Regions from separate parts of the Drosophila melanogaster genome. Here all the other regions are linked to region 1. Evidence: chromatin contacts called from public Hi-C and targeted proximity ligation data. All regions are on one chromosome and are shown on one strand. The core of a region is the stretch at or near the end of the contact, and the rest is flanking DNA. Distances in the headings are between cores, read along the strand shown.

What was found. A called contact is a pair of places that touch in the nucleus more often than the background predicts.
Region 2: a targeted proximity ligation map of the Kc167 cell line shows a contact between it and region 1, with 3 times the contacts expected there. A contact is called at or near these places in 1 of 107 Hi-C or Micro-C datasets (the S2 cell line) and 1 of 7 datasets of targeted methods (the Kc167 cell line).
Region 3: a Hi-C map of the Kc167 cell line shows a contact between it and region 1, with 2.2 times the contacts expected there. A contact is called at or near these places in 13 of 107 Hi-C or Micro-C datasets (the Clone 8 cell line, the Kc167 cell line, the S2 cell line and 3 more) and 2 of 7 datasets of targeted methods (both in the Kc167 cell line).
Region 4: a targeted proximity ligation map of the Kc167 cell line shows a contact between it and region 1, with 4 times the contacts expected there. A contact is called at or near these places in 6 of 107 Hi-C or Micro-C datasets (the Clone 8 cell line, the Kc167 cell line, the S2 cell line and 1 more) and 1 of 7 datasets of targeted methods (the Kc167 cell line).

What each region holds. Positions count from the first base shown.
Region 1 is chr2L:3,655,490-3,658,502 of dm6, forward strand. for (foraging) reads right to left here and starts at 1,464. Exons shown (of 10, transcript NM_205904.2): 1 at 1,233-1,464; 2 at 1-96.
Region 2 is chr2L:3,861,052-3,864,064 of dm6, forward strand. TTLL4B (Tubulin tyrosine ligase-like 4B) reads left to right here and starts at 1,617. Exons shown (of 8, transcript NM_164562.2): 1 at 1,617-1,774; 2 at 2,504-3,013. The coding sequence starts at 2,530. It overlaps lncRNA:CR44078 (long non-coding RNA:CR44078), which reads right to left and starts at 1,046. Exons shown (of 2, transcript NR_073715.1): 1 at 593-1,046; 2 at 354-465.
Region 3 is chr2L:3,476,941-3,479,953 of dm6, forward strand. Thor (thor,) reads left to right here and starts at 1,494. Exons shown (of 2, transcript NM_057947.4): 1 at 1,494-1,820; 2 at 2,245-2,672. The coding sequence starts at 1,676. The coding sequence ends at 2,453. lncRNA:CR43928 (long non-coding RNA:CR43928) reads left to right here. Exons shown (of 2, transcript NR_124049.1): 1 at 1-71; 2 at 137-708.
Region 4 is chr2L:3,802,082-3,805,094 of dm6, forward strand. Reph (Regulator of eph expression) reads left to right here and starts at 1,464. Exons shown (of 4, transcript NM_143795.4): 1 at 1,464-1,649. It overlaps bark (bark beetle), which reads left to right. Exons shown (of 12, transcript NM_134964.4): 12 at 1-645. The coding sequence ends at 164.

The DNA.
Region 1 (3,013 bases), core at 214-2,713:
TTTATAAATGAAATGCAGGCGGCACACGAAACTTCGCCATCAATTTAGACGGCCTGCACTTTTGTTTTCTCGAGTCTTTCCACTTGCGTTGCGTTTCTATGAAATTGGGCATTAAAATTTAAATGCTATTAGCCACAGAACACGAACACGAAAGATTGGGAAATGAAATGAAGGAGAGAGAGTGAGAGAGAGTTCTCTCACTCGTCGCTGTTATTGTTATCACCTGAGTCGAATACAGTGGGACCCCCACTTGAAGATGCAAACAAGACTGAGCTTTTACCAATAGTATTCAATAGTTCACTGATATCGATTAAATAATTTTAAAACTTTTGATCAACATTGCTGATTAACGCTTATTGGATTTAAGAACATTCGATTTGTTAATACTTGTGATCTGGCTTAATATGATAATTTAAGTCGAGCCCCACTGTACTCTTTCTCGCGGATTTTATCGCTCACTCTTTTTGTTTTCAGTTCACTCTCTCTCGCTCCGCATAGTTTGACTTGTTGTTGTTTCTGCCAGCGTAGCGTAGTTAACTTGAGCGGCAGCAACAACAACATCAGCCATACTTGTTGCTAAAAATAGTAGCGGCGGCGAGACAGAAACAGAAAACAGAAAAACAGCGCGGCAGAATAAAATATGAAAAGGCGCACAAATTGGAAAAAATTGTACATGACGAGCAACAAAAACAAGCAGCAAGTAACAAAAAGGAGGAGGAGTAGTTACAACAACAACTGAGCTTCTGTTGAAATATATCAGAGAAAAGAAAGGCAAAGAGGCAGATCGGCGTAGAAAGGAAATGCGACGCAAAACTGCAGTCAAAGAATTAGTTGGAATGATGGACTGAAAAGTGTCAAGTTTAGCACGGAAAATTCGTCAGCTGAAGTGCGAAAGAGACAGAGCGAACGAGCAGCTAACAAGTGATTTTCCATGAAATTAATTGCAGACTGCATTTGAATTAATAATTTTCCACTTTGAAATCACAAACTAAAAGAGAGCCGCTCTCTCTTCCACTCTCTTCGCTTAATGCACCAAAACTGCATTCACAATTCACGTTTTACTAATATTTAGTCAACTTTAACCACTGCCTTTGCTTTAATTGCTTTTTAAGGCAAATAGTTGCACATATGGAAAACGCTAGTTGTTGTTTTATTTTAGAATTCAGAATTGAGCACAAATGCTAGATCGTACGACTAGCGAAAGCAGCAACAACTAACCAAGTGGCACGCACACACAAGCACAAGTCGATGAAAAACCACCGAACTAAATGGCGATGTGGATTATTCTGATAAACGCCAATGCCATATATATATATATTTTTTTTCTTTTATTAAGAACTTGTGCCAAAATTTGCAGGAAAACCACGCGTTGCATTGATTCTTATAAAAATGCCGCTAAAGTCAATTCCAAGCACGATCGCGACAAATGACAACCGCACAGCACGAGAAATTCCAACAGACTGAAAATGAAACAAACAACTTACTCGCTACCACTACTCGAATATTATGAAATAAAGAGCACATTAGCATTTTTTCTCTTAATTTTTAAAAAATTATTTTCTCTTCTGATGCAATGTTATGAATTAGCGTTGAGATAGAAAAAAAAAATTTAAAACAATATTATGCTCAATCCTTTCTACAAATTAATTACTTTAATCAAATAACAAAATATTCATATTAATAAAAGTGTACTTTGTTTGTTAACGTAAATATACTATGTGAAAGGAGTAGATTTAGTAGAGTAGTAGAATTTATAATATTTTCCCTGCTAGTTCTCTCAGAGATGATGTATCAGTTTGATTTTAATAATCATTCCGAATGAAATCATCATTGAAGTTGGTCAAGATCGGTCTTAAATTAATCTAGTATTATAAATTGCCAATGCAGGATTAACTCTGCGCCATGATTTATTCAACTTTTCTCGTATACTTTTGGAACTAACAGCACACAACGCCTATCCGTTTACGACAAATGGTGTTTGTTTTTGGAACTAATACAGCGCCATTTTTCATTTTAGTGATTTCTAACTTACGTTGTACGTTACATTTCAGATTTATTATGCATGTAAGATGTAGAATGTCATAGCAACTGGCCGTCATGTATGTAAATATGTGTATGTATAGGCATTTCAGAGCCATTTTCTGCTCATATGTAGGGGTGGAGCCTGAGAAGAGAGAAAATCCCAAAAGGGGAATAAGAAACTGGGAAATTTTACTATTTAACTCGTTTCGTAAGAGGGTATACTAGATTTGTTAAGAAGTATATAACAGGTAGAATGAATTTTCCGATCTTTTATGGTACATAAAAAGACATTTTTTGAAACATGTTGAAAATTCAAAATTTTTTAATTAAACATAAATGTTTAAGTGGAATAAGTAACATATTGTAAAAATTATTTATTAATTTTAACCGTTATTTATGTACAATTTCGTAAGGTTAGAAAAATCCAAGGATCTTTGGTCGGGAATTTCCCTCAAGAAGGCGTTGCAAACTTAAGACCACCCACCCCCAGTATTGTGCCACCCCTCCCCAACTTCGCAACCCTCTTTTCACCCCTCTGCCGCTCTCGCAGTCGACGTCGCCGGGAAGGAAGGAAAGAGATAGCAGCTGGGAGAAAGGACAAAAGGAGAAACGGGTCGGTGGAAAAGGAGGAGGAGAAAGTAGAGGAAAAGTGAGGCGGCAGCAAAAGTTGATTAGATGGATTTCGTTTGGTTTTTGTGTTTTTAATCACACACCAATTTCATTTATTAAATCTTCGCATCAGCATTTCATTTCTCGCATTCCCTATCTTTCTCTTTCCCTCCTTCTGTCTCTTTCGCTTGTGCAGTGCCTTTTTTGTTTGGCTTTGCGACGGCATTTTTGTATTTTCTGTACCGTAGTGTTTGCTCGTTTGGCCTTCTCTTTTCTCTCGCACTCCTGTTTGTTTGTTTGTTGTTTTCCCGTTCACTCATTGTCACGAGCAATTTCACTCTCTCTCCACACCCCACCACCCCCGTCTCTGCCCATCTTTTGG
Region 2 (3,013 bases), core at 367-2,866, 210 kb after region 1:
CTTGATTAAATAATTAATAATATTTTATAAACAAGCGGCGTACTTATCGCACAACAGAAATCTGTTGTTGAACTGCGCACTGAAGTTAGGAACACAAATTAGCGAATATAAATCATTTTTTCCACATCATATTTTTGCTTAAATAGATAATCTTACCTAATCTCCTCTCTGATTTGCACAAAGTATTTGTTTTCTTTCCGTGTAAGCTACTTGCTGTGGGCTCTTTGGAAATGGCCCACACAAGTGCATTTGGGCCATATCTGCGATCTGATCGGGCCATCGAAAGTGCCACTGTATCGGGTCCTGGCAACGAAGACCGACCAATGACAAAACACACAGGCCCAAAACAACAAACACGTTAATGTCCCGAGATGTAGATAAGTTCATCAGCGGCGCAGTGCAGACATTCTTCTCGAGTCTCACATCCCATTGTGTATGTATACACTGGTCGAAAAGAATCGTTTTCTTAAGAACAAAAATATTACGAAAATTTATTACGATTCTCTATTTAGATTTAAGCCCATCTTATGAACAGAGCAAACAAATAATTATAGGTAGTAAGTATTTAATTAAATTCTGCTTATTTTCCTACCACCAATTTTTTCGCAGTGCAGTCTCCTTTTCCTTCGCTTGTCTTCTGACCACTGAGTGTTGACGTCTTGTAGGCGGTAACGATGATGGCGATGAAGTCGCCTCGAGGGCCGTTTAAAGGCCGCCACAACTTATCGACGTTTTCGGACCCGGATTCGTATCTTGTGGATGCGCTCCTCGTTGTGTGTGTTTCTTCCCCATTTGCCGCAGGATCTGCGATAAATCACTTTGTACTGCTGCGCAGCCATCAAAATCAATAAGGGCCGCTCGTTCGCCTGGCAAAGGAGGTGTATATAAACTGAAACGTTGATGGCTTCATCATTGGCCCAACTGCGGCATTTGATCACAGTATTCGTTACGCTCATGTAGGTCTCCTTTTTTGTTCGATTTTAGTTCTTTCGTAATTTAGGTAGAGCGACCGCCGACCAGATGCCTGATTTATGTCAAACTGTTTGATGGCCAGTTAATCTCCAGGAGCCGCGCATGAACTTCTTAACTTTATTTTATTGCCTTCTAATTAATCACTCCCATTAGCAGCATTATTTATGTTGTGGTATACATTTGCTTAAATAAATAATAGATTTATATTATGTATTTACCTTAATAGCTGACTATTATTTTTAAGATTTTTATGGAATTTTATATTGTTATTTATTGAACACATACGCTTTGAAACTGTTTTTGTAAAATAAATATTTTGTTTCGACCGAAACTTTGAATTTAGTTACTTAAAAGAATTGTTATTTCATAAGATTTAAATATCTAGTATAATATATGGAATTCCTGGATAATAAGAGTTTTTAATCGGAAACAAAATTTACTGGCAATGTAAATCCCATTTTTGGAATGACACATTGTTTTTGATTATATTTAAATTGTCCGCCAAGAAACAGCGTTGCCAACAGATAATAAATAAAATAACAATATCGATATTTACAAACTCCGACCTGTGACTTGTTACGATGAAAATATTCTTTTTTCAAATATTATCGATTGGTATCGAGACCTGGCTCGTAAATTTTTCCCATCCCTGCTTGAAACACAAACAAAAATCCCGAGTGGGACATGTACATATGGAATACTTTTCAAATCGAGTACTCGAGTCGATAGCTGTCTTATAGTTCTCGGTTTGTTTGTGTAATTAAACTAAATTTGTTGTGCGTATGTAAAAAAAAGTATTACGGTAAGTCTGCACACGCACCCACCCTTGCACGCACACACACCCACTAACACAAGTGCAGCAAAAGCCGGCTGTCGGAAACAACAACAAGAACGATAACGATAGCGCGATCTGCGCGCCAATTGAAGTTTTTGAATATTGCAGTGCGTGTTCATTGAAGGCGAAAGTCTTGTTTATTTTTGTCTGCTCCTCTTTTTTTGGCACGCATCTCGTTGCTATTGATCGATTTGCAATCGATGAACGAAGTGTGCCCCGCATTCTGTATTTTTCTCGCTCTCTTTTGTTTTTGTTTTTCTATTTTCCTTGGATGATCTTGGCTGTGCCATGAGTTTTCGAAAATAGCCATCCATTGACACGCCGCCGCGCACACAAATACCGCCCGAGTGGTGAAGTAATAACCTGAACCACCGTCAATTAAAATAAAGACAAAATCAGCCACCTTGAACCCATTCGAAAACCCAATTTTCGAATTCGACCAGCACGAGACCGAAATAGTTCTCCCTATTTTTGGGGAATTCGGAGCAGGTGCAGTCAACAGCATTGCAGGTGTTCGTTCAATAAAATAAGAGTTTCTTAAATAGAAGAAAAACAGTGCTTTCAACTAACCGAATCATTGTTTAAAAAATAGCGGAATCTTAAAGTGAAAATTGAAACATTTCCAAATAATAATTCCAAACGACAAATATTCAATGAAATAAATCCTGTTTTTATACCTGTTTTAATCACTTGCAGTTATCCAAATTACTTGTGAACTCAATATGGCTCAGATGACCGAGAAGAGGACAACGTCGGCCCGATCTGGTACTGCCGCCAAGGAGAACCACAGCCTGACGGGACGGCAGAACCAGCAGAATCATCACAATCAGGGACACCAGCGCAGCGGCAAGGGCATCGAGATACTCGACTTCCACGAATCGTGGCTGGAGGAGGTGGAGCTGTACAAGGACAAGATGGTCATGTGCAAGAAGCTGGCCCATCACAATCACGTGCCCGCCTCATCGCACCACCTGCAGCCGCACCTGGCCGCCCCGAATCGAAATCATGGCAGAATCGTCCAGTCCAGCACCCCGCAGCATCGCAGCTCGGCCGGCGGAGGATCCGCGGCTGGAGCCACAGCATCCGATTCCGTCTCGGCTCGCTACTCGCCGCCTGGTCAAAAGCAAAGATCACCGCCCTCGCCGCGCAAACGGCTGACGCCGGAGAAGGTGGCCAACTTAGGAGGAGGAGGCGGTGGCTCTAAGG
Region 3 (3,013 bases), core at 244-2,743, 180 kb before region 1:
AATTGATGGATTTGGGTCATGCTTTCCCCAATTCAAATATGCTCCTCGTCACATGGAAATCTACTTTCAAGGTCTGTCAAGCTTCCCCATTTAGCCATCATAAATATTAGCACGCTTAAGTATCGACCTTGTGCAGATTTCTAGGTGGGCGCCATCCCCTGTCCCACATCGAGATCATGATCGCCGCAGATCAACACACGTGGCCACCTTTTGTCAACCCCATATCCCTCGGAATGGCCCGTGGCCAATATCCGAATTACGTCGAATCGTGGGCGCCAACGTAGGCAAAAGTTCCTGTAGCACTATTTACATGCGTCCAACGATTAAATATCGTCAACATCGCCCCCGCATAGCTAAAACCGCTCGTGCCGCTGCTTGGATCCACCCTATGCTTGCTGCGATCAGTGGGGCATATTAGTTTGATTCCAAACAAGATATTCCACCTCAAAGAACTTGGGAACTAATAAGGGTTCGATCACCAAATTTGGTGATATGATATATGTATTTCTTTAGATATGTGCGCTAATATTAAACGGCTAAGAAGTCAATGTGCCAAAGAAAAGATATTAAATATGTATGTTTCATATCAGTCAAGTTAAATTTTGATATGAGCTAAGCGTACTTTTGGATTGTGCACTCCTAAATATAGAAATCACGCTAAAATTGCATATCTAAGTAAATAAAGCAAGTAAGTTATGTAAGACGTGTATCTTTTCGTGATAATTATTTCAAAACGGCTCGTGCCAGATAATAATGAACACTTTCCGCCTGAAAAAAAGTGAAATGCTGGGTATCTTTTAGCCCATAAAAACCTGCAATATCGTTGCTCAAATTGCTATGCTCCGCGAGTTCGCACATGCATAGAAGGCACTCATAGCCTACGTCACGATTGCCGGCGACGTGTCTTTATGCTAATTAATGGTATTTCGCGAAAACGAGTGCAAAATAATGGCCCCATGGAGAGAGCGGCAGTACTTCACGAAATTCTGCGGAACACCTCTTGACTCCCAGACAGCCATAGATAAGATCCCAATTGCACCTGAGTCATCATCATTTCCCTAGCAAGATCGACAATAGACTTGGTTTTTAGAAAAGAATGCGATTGGCGTTTAGTGCTGTTGGCTAACTTGTTTACCAATAATATTGCCGTGCATTAAACAATAACAAATGACCAAAGATAAACAAGAGCTCAAGGCGAGAAGCCCCTCAAGACAGCCCCCCACCATCGCTACACCCCTTATCATCTAGAACCTCCGAGGTGTGCAGGCTGCAACAAAAATAAGAACAATAGGGGAATATATTAGAATACGGCAATAACAACAAGAACCAGCCGGTTTGTCATAAACTACGCAGAAAATACACCAGATAAAAACAAAAAACATCAGCCGACCAAGCAGAATAATCAGGCGAGAGAGCAGGCGAAAGAGCGAGAAGAGAGCGAGAGAGAGTAAGAATGGGGGGGTATAAATAGAGCCACACTTCGTAATACCGCCAGCAATCGCCTAGCGAACAGCCAACGGTGAACACATAGCAGCCACACAAGCTCTATAGCTGATACAAGCAACGAAATACAAACAACGCAGTTTGTGTAAACAATCAAATTGTCGCAGCCATATCGAGTGTGCTTACACGTCCAGCGGAAAGTTTTCGAAACCAATCCAATCAATCAGCTAAGATGTCCGCTTCACCCACCGCCCGTCAAGCCATCACCCAGGCCCTGCCCATGATCACCAGGAAGGTTGTCATCTCGGATCCGATCCAGATGCCCGAGGTGTACTCCTCGACGCCCGGCGGAACCCTCTACTCCACCACTCCTGGAGGTAAGTTTCGAAAATTGGAAGCTGAGACTACATCGAGTATTATTAAGTTCCTTCCGGAAAGTGGAGTGATTTTCTTATCATTAGATATGATATCAAGATGAAATTAATCAACATATTTCGAAAACATAAACAAGTATACCGTTTCTTTCCTTTGCTCAAACAACAAACAAGCTTTTGTTTGAGTTGTGATACATTATTTTTGTAAAACTCACTCACCATTTTTTGGCTGATGAAACTGGGCCATCTCGCCGAGTCAGTCAGTTGGAAGATAATCCCGAGCACATGTTCCACAGTTCGTGACTCAGAGTAGCGCGGCAAAGAAGCGTTTACTCAGCTGGCTTATCAGTGGGGAACTTTGAATACCTTTCTGATGCAACGCAGACCACCTTGACTAATAAAAATTTCCGCTTTCCTATAATTCCAGGCACCAAACTTATCTACGAGCGGGCTTTCATGAAGAATCTCCGTGGCTCCCCATTGAGCCAAACTCCGCCGTCCAACGTGCCCAGTTGCTTGCTGAGGGGAACTCCGCGTACTCCCTTCCGCAAGTGCGTGCCCGTCCCCACGGAACTGATCAAGCAGACCAAGTCGCTGAAGATTGAGGACCAGGAACAGTTCCAACTGGATCTGTAGGGGGTGTGGCGTGTACACCGCCATGCAGCAACTGCCAAATCCAACTAGTTCTTAGATGCACCCACTAAAACCGATCTTATAAGCTTAGTGTACCCATTAACTAGATGCTAAGTTCTTAGTTCTTCCACCTTGTTTGTTCTCTCGGTCATATTGACCCCGTTACCTTGTAAAATCGTAGATCTTAAGTAAAATGCAATAAAAAAAAGGCACACATTATTTAAAAGAGAACCACACCTTCCATTGGGATTCAGTAGCTGCCAATTTACAATTATAAATTTTAATTTATGTTTGAGAAATTCAGTGCCAAATTACTTTCTTTATCGGCAATTCAACCTTGGCAGGCCACGCGTTATGTGATAGAACACTTTCCACTTCACCTTGAGTCAGTTTCGGTTTAGTAGTATTTTCGGCAGTTTGTTGAACTGTTTGAACTGTTTACGAAGAAATTTAGCGAAAGGGGGCTTTTTGGGGGGCGGTACACATGTTAGACAGCTGGAAATACCGGCCGGCTTTTTAGTTAGCCAGTCAGTCAGTGGCCCCAGCAGCGCGTGTCCCACTTA
Region 4 (3,013 bases), core at 214-2,713, 150 kb after region 1:
AGTCGTCGCCAACGACACCGTCACCACTGACCAATCAGTACCACCGCTCCAAATCGGAGGCTCTACTCGAAACAGATTTCGATGGGGATGGAGGATCGGTTGGTCTGCAGCCACTGCAAACAAACGGACGAAGTCACAGTCAGCCCCTGGAAACGGCCATGTGAAGTGCCGTCATCAAATCCATACTCTAATTTAACACTCACTTTACACATTAACCCTTTACGGAACTGACTAAATACTAGGACAAATTTGTATTTTATTTATAGAGTAAGAGCTGCTACTTGTATTTAGTATTCGTTTGTAAGCTTAGCGTTTTGGATGAAACAGAATACTTTGATTTTTCTTTTCTTTAGCTTACCTACAATTACAATTATTATTTTGTCAGTTTCGTTTAGGATAACAACCACCACAGCTTCGTAGCTTTTAGTTTGCCCTTAAAAATTATAGTATACTTTTTAAAATCGAGATTACGATTGAGAGAGACCAAGAGAGACGAACACGCCCGCCCGTTGTTTTTTTTTGTGGTAAACTTAAATCATTCCATCCATTAACTTTAAGTCTACCATTAACTATTGCCGAAACGAATTAGTTCTAAGTTGTTGTACATACACAGAAAAATAAAACAAAATTAAAAAAGAAATCATTAAAATCGGGTCGTTTTTATATAAAAAAAAAAGCACCTAATACATGGGTTTCCCCTATCTTAGTATATAGTAATAAGTAATTATTTAGGTCAGTTTCAACAGTTAAATTCAAATTTAATGTGCGCCCAACAATTGATTTTCCATGGAACAAATATTAACGGTTCGAGTCTGCGATAAATGTAAAACTCAGAACTGTAGAAATAATTTTACATGATAACAGTTATCTGCCATCTCTGATTAAAATAATTTATAATTTATTTACACCTTACTTATTGCAATCTCTTAATTGCATTGCTCTTGTTAAGTACCAATCAACAGCGATATAATTAAAAGGTATGAAATTTCGATCATATTAGATTCAAAGTGATGTGTCTCAATTTAAATTGGGCATTGAGAACTTAATAGTTTTTTCTTAAAAAATGTTCATTGGGTAAGCTCTTTATGCAAGGCACGCGCAAAAAAAAGAAAACTGTTGTTGCTGGAGAGTGTTGCCAGCTCTGAGCGACAAGTTCTATAGAAATTGAAAAACCTAAATAGTATTCGTATTCTTATATATCTAACATAGTATCTAGATGTCAAAATCTTGATATCTAATAATATGAGCTGTTCACACACACATCAATTTCCTAAAAAGCAATGGTAATGAATACGGTTGACAATAGAAATTATGCATTTCGTATTAATGCTAGAAAAAGCCCAAGTTGGCAACACTGCTGGCACAGAGCACGCGTGCTCGCTCTTCGTTTCTTTTTGAGCGCTTGTTTAGTTGGTCAACTCTCCAAAGAACGCGTCGCGTGCTGTTTAATTTCTGTAGTAAGCGCCATTCATCGTTTTTCACTCGCCGCCGTTGGTCCGTTTTTCCGCTGGTTTTCCTGCAATTCCACAACCGAAAAAATCTAATAAATTTAATTTCCTAATAAAATACACAATTTTGTGATCAAACAAAAGGAAAACCAACATCTATAGAGGGAGACGGAGATACGCGAGAGAGAGCGAGCGAATCAAGTAAGTTTTCGACTAACGGTGACTGTGGCAATATGTGTACGTGCGTGTGTGTGAGGTGAGAGAAAGAGGGTCCTGCTGAAGTTGCAAGTGCTAAATTTAGAACTCAAGCTGAAGGCTGCACCACGACTACCTCCCCTCCACCCACCACCCACCTACGTCAGACGCTCTCTCCAGTAAACGAAACAGAGACAGAGAAAGAGAGAAAAATACACTCTTGCTGTGTGTGTGTGGTATGAATGGAACAAAAGTACTTGTTCTTGCGGAGGAGCGAGACAGCTGATGTGTGCAAGTGTGTGTGGGCACGTAGACTCGTAGTAAAATTTTCCGCGTAAAATTGAAAGCAAATTGAAAAGCTCACGAGGGAGTTTGCAAATATAGTGGCAAAACTTAGAAGGAATAATAGCTTATTAAACATGTGTGTGCACAAGGCGAAAATCACATTTTCCTCATGAAACGAATGTAAGAAATCTAACCGTAAAATCTAAATGTTTGTATTTATTTTGTATCCTTTTTGAACAGGTATAATTTAATAATTTATTGTGCTTTCGGCTTTCCACACTTATCATATATTAGTTGAAACAAATTAAACAAATGTGGAATAAAGTTACATGACGTTTGTAAGAAACAATAAATTGAGAAAACTGCCTCGAGCAGCCGAAAAACCAGTTCGTGCGTAGTTTTCCATGTCATGTTTTCCCCATGTTTTCCACATTCGGTGTCGAAAAGCGAGCTCCAAACAATTTCCCATATCATCGTTGCAACTTTTTTGCCGTATTTCTTCACCTCCCCTTCGTTTACTTCTCTTCATTTACTTGCCTCTTCTTTTTGCTGCCACACGTTACTACTCATAGACATGAATATATAGGCATATAGTCATTGGAATAGGAACTTGCCCGCTCCAGCTGCTTCTTCTTTCGTCTATAAGTACCAAGGTGCGCGACAAAATTGTATGTTAAATTGTATGGAATGTTATCTGAAAAATCCGATTACATTTTTAAACGTTCCGTTGTCAGCTGATCTTGATCTTCTGTCTGCATTATGTATAAACCAAACCTAACAAAGGTGTGCAAAAAAAAAAGTCATAATGACTTAATGCTACTTAAACTTATACTTTCGTTCGGCATCTGTCCACCGATGTTGGAGGCACGAGTTGAGCGCGCATGTACAAAAGCACGCAGCGATACGTCAGCCCCCCTGCCCCCTCCATTTTCCATGAGCGCCCACACGGGCATCATCGCATCCACATCCAAAGTGTAGTAAGTGCACTTTGTGAGTGCGGCCAGGGTTGCCAGCGCTATTGCAAGCGCTATTTGAGCAATTGTTGGGTGGGAACGGGCGAGGAATTCAATGAATGGGAAAACAAG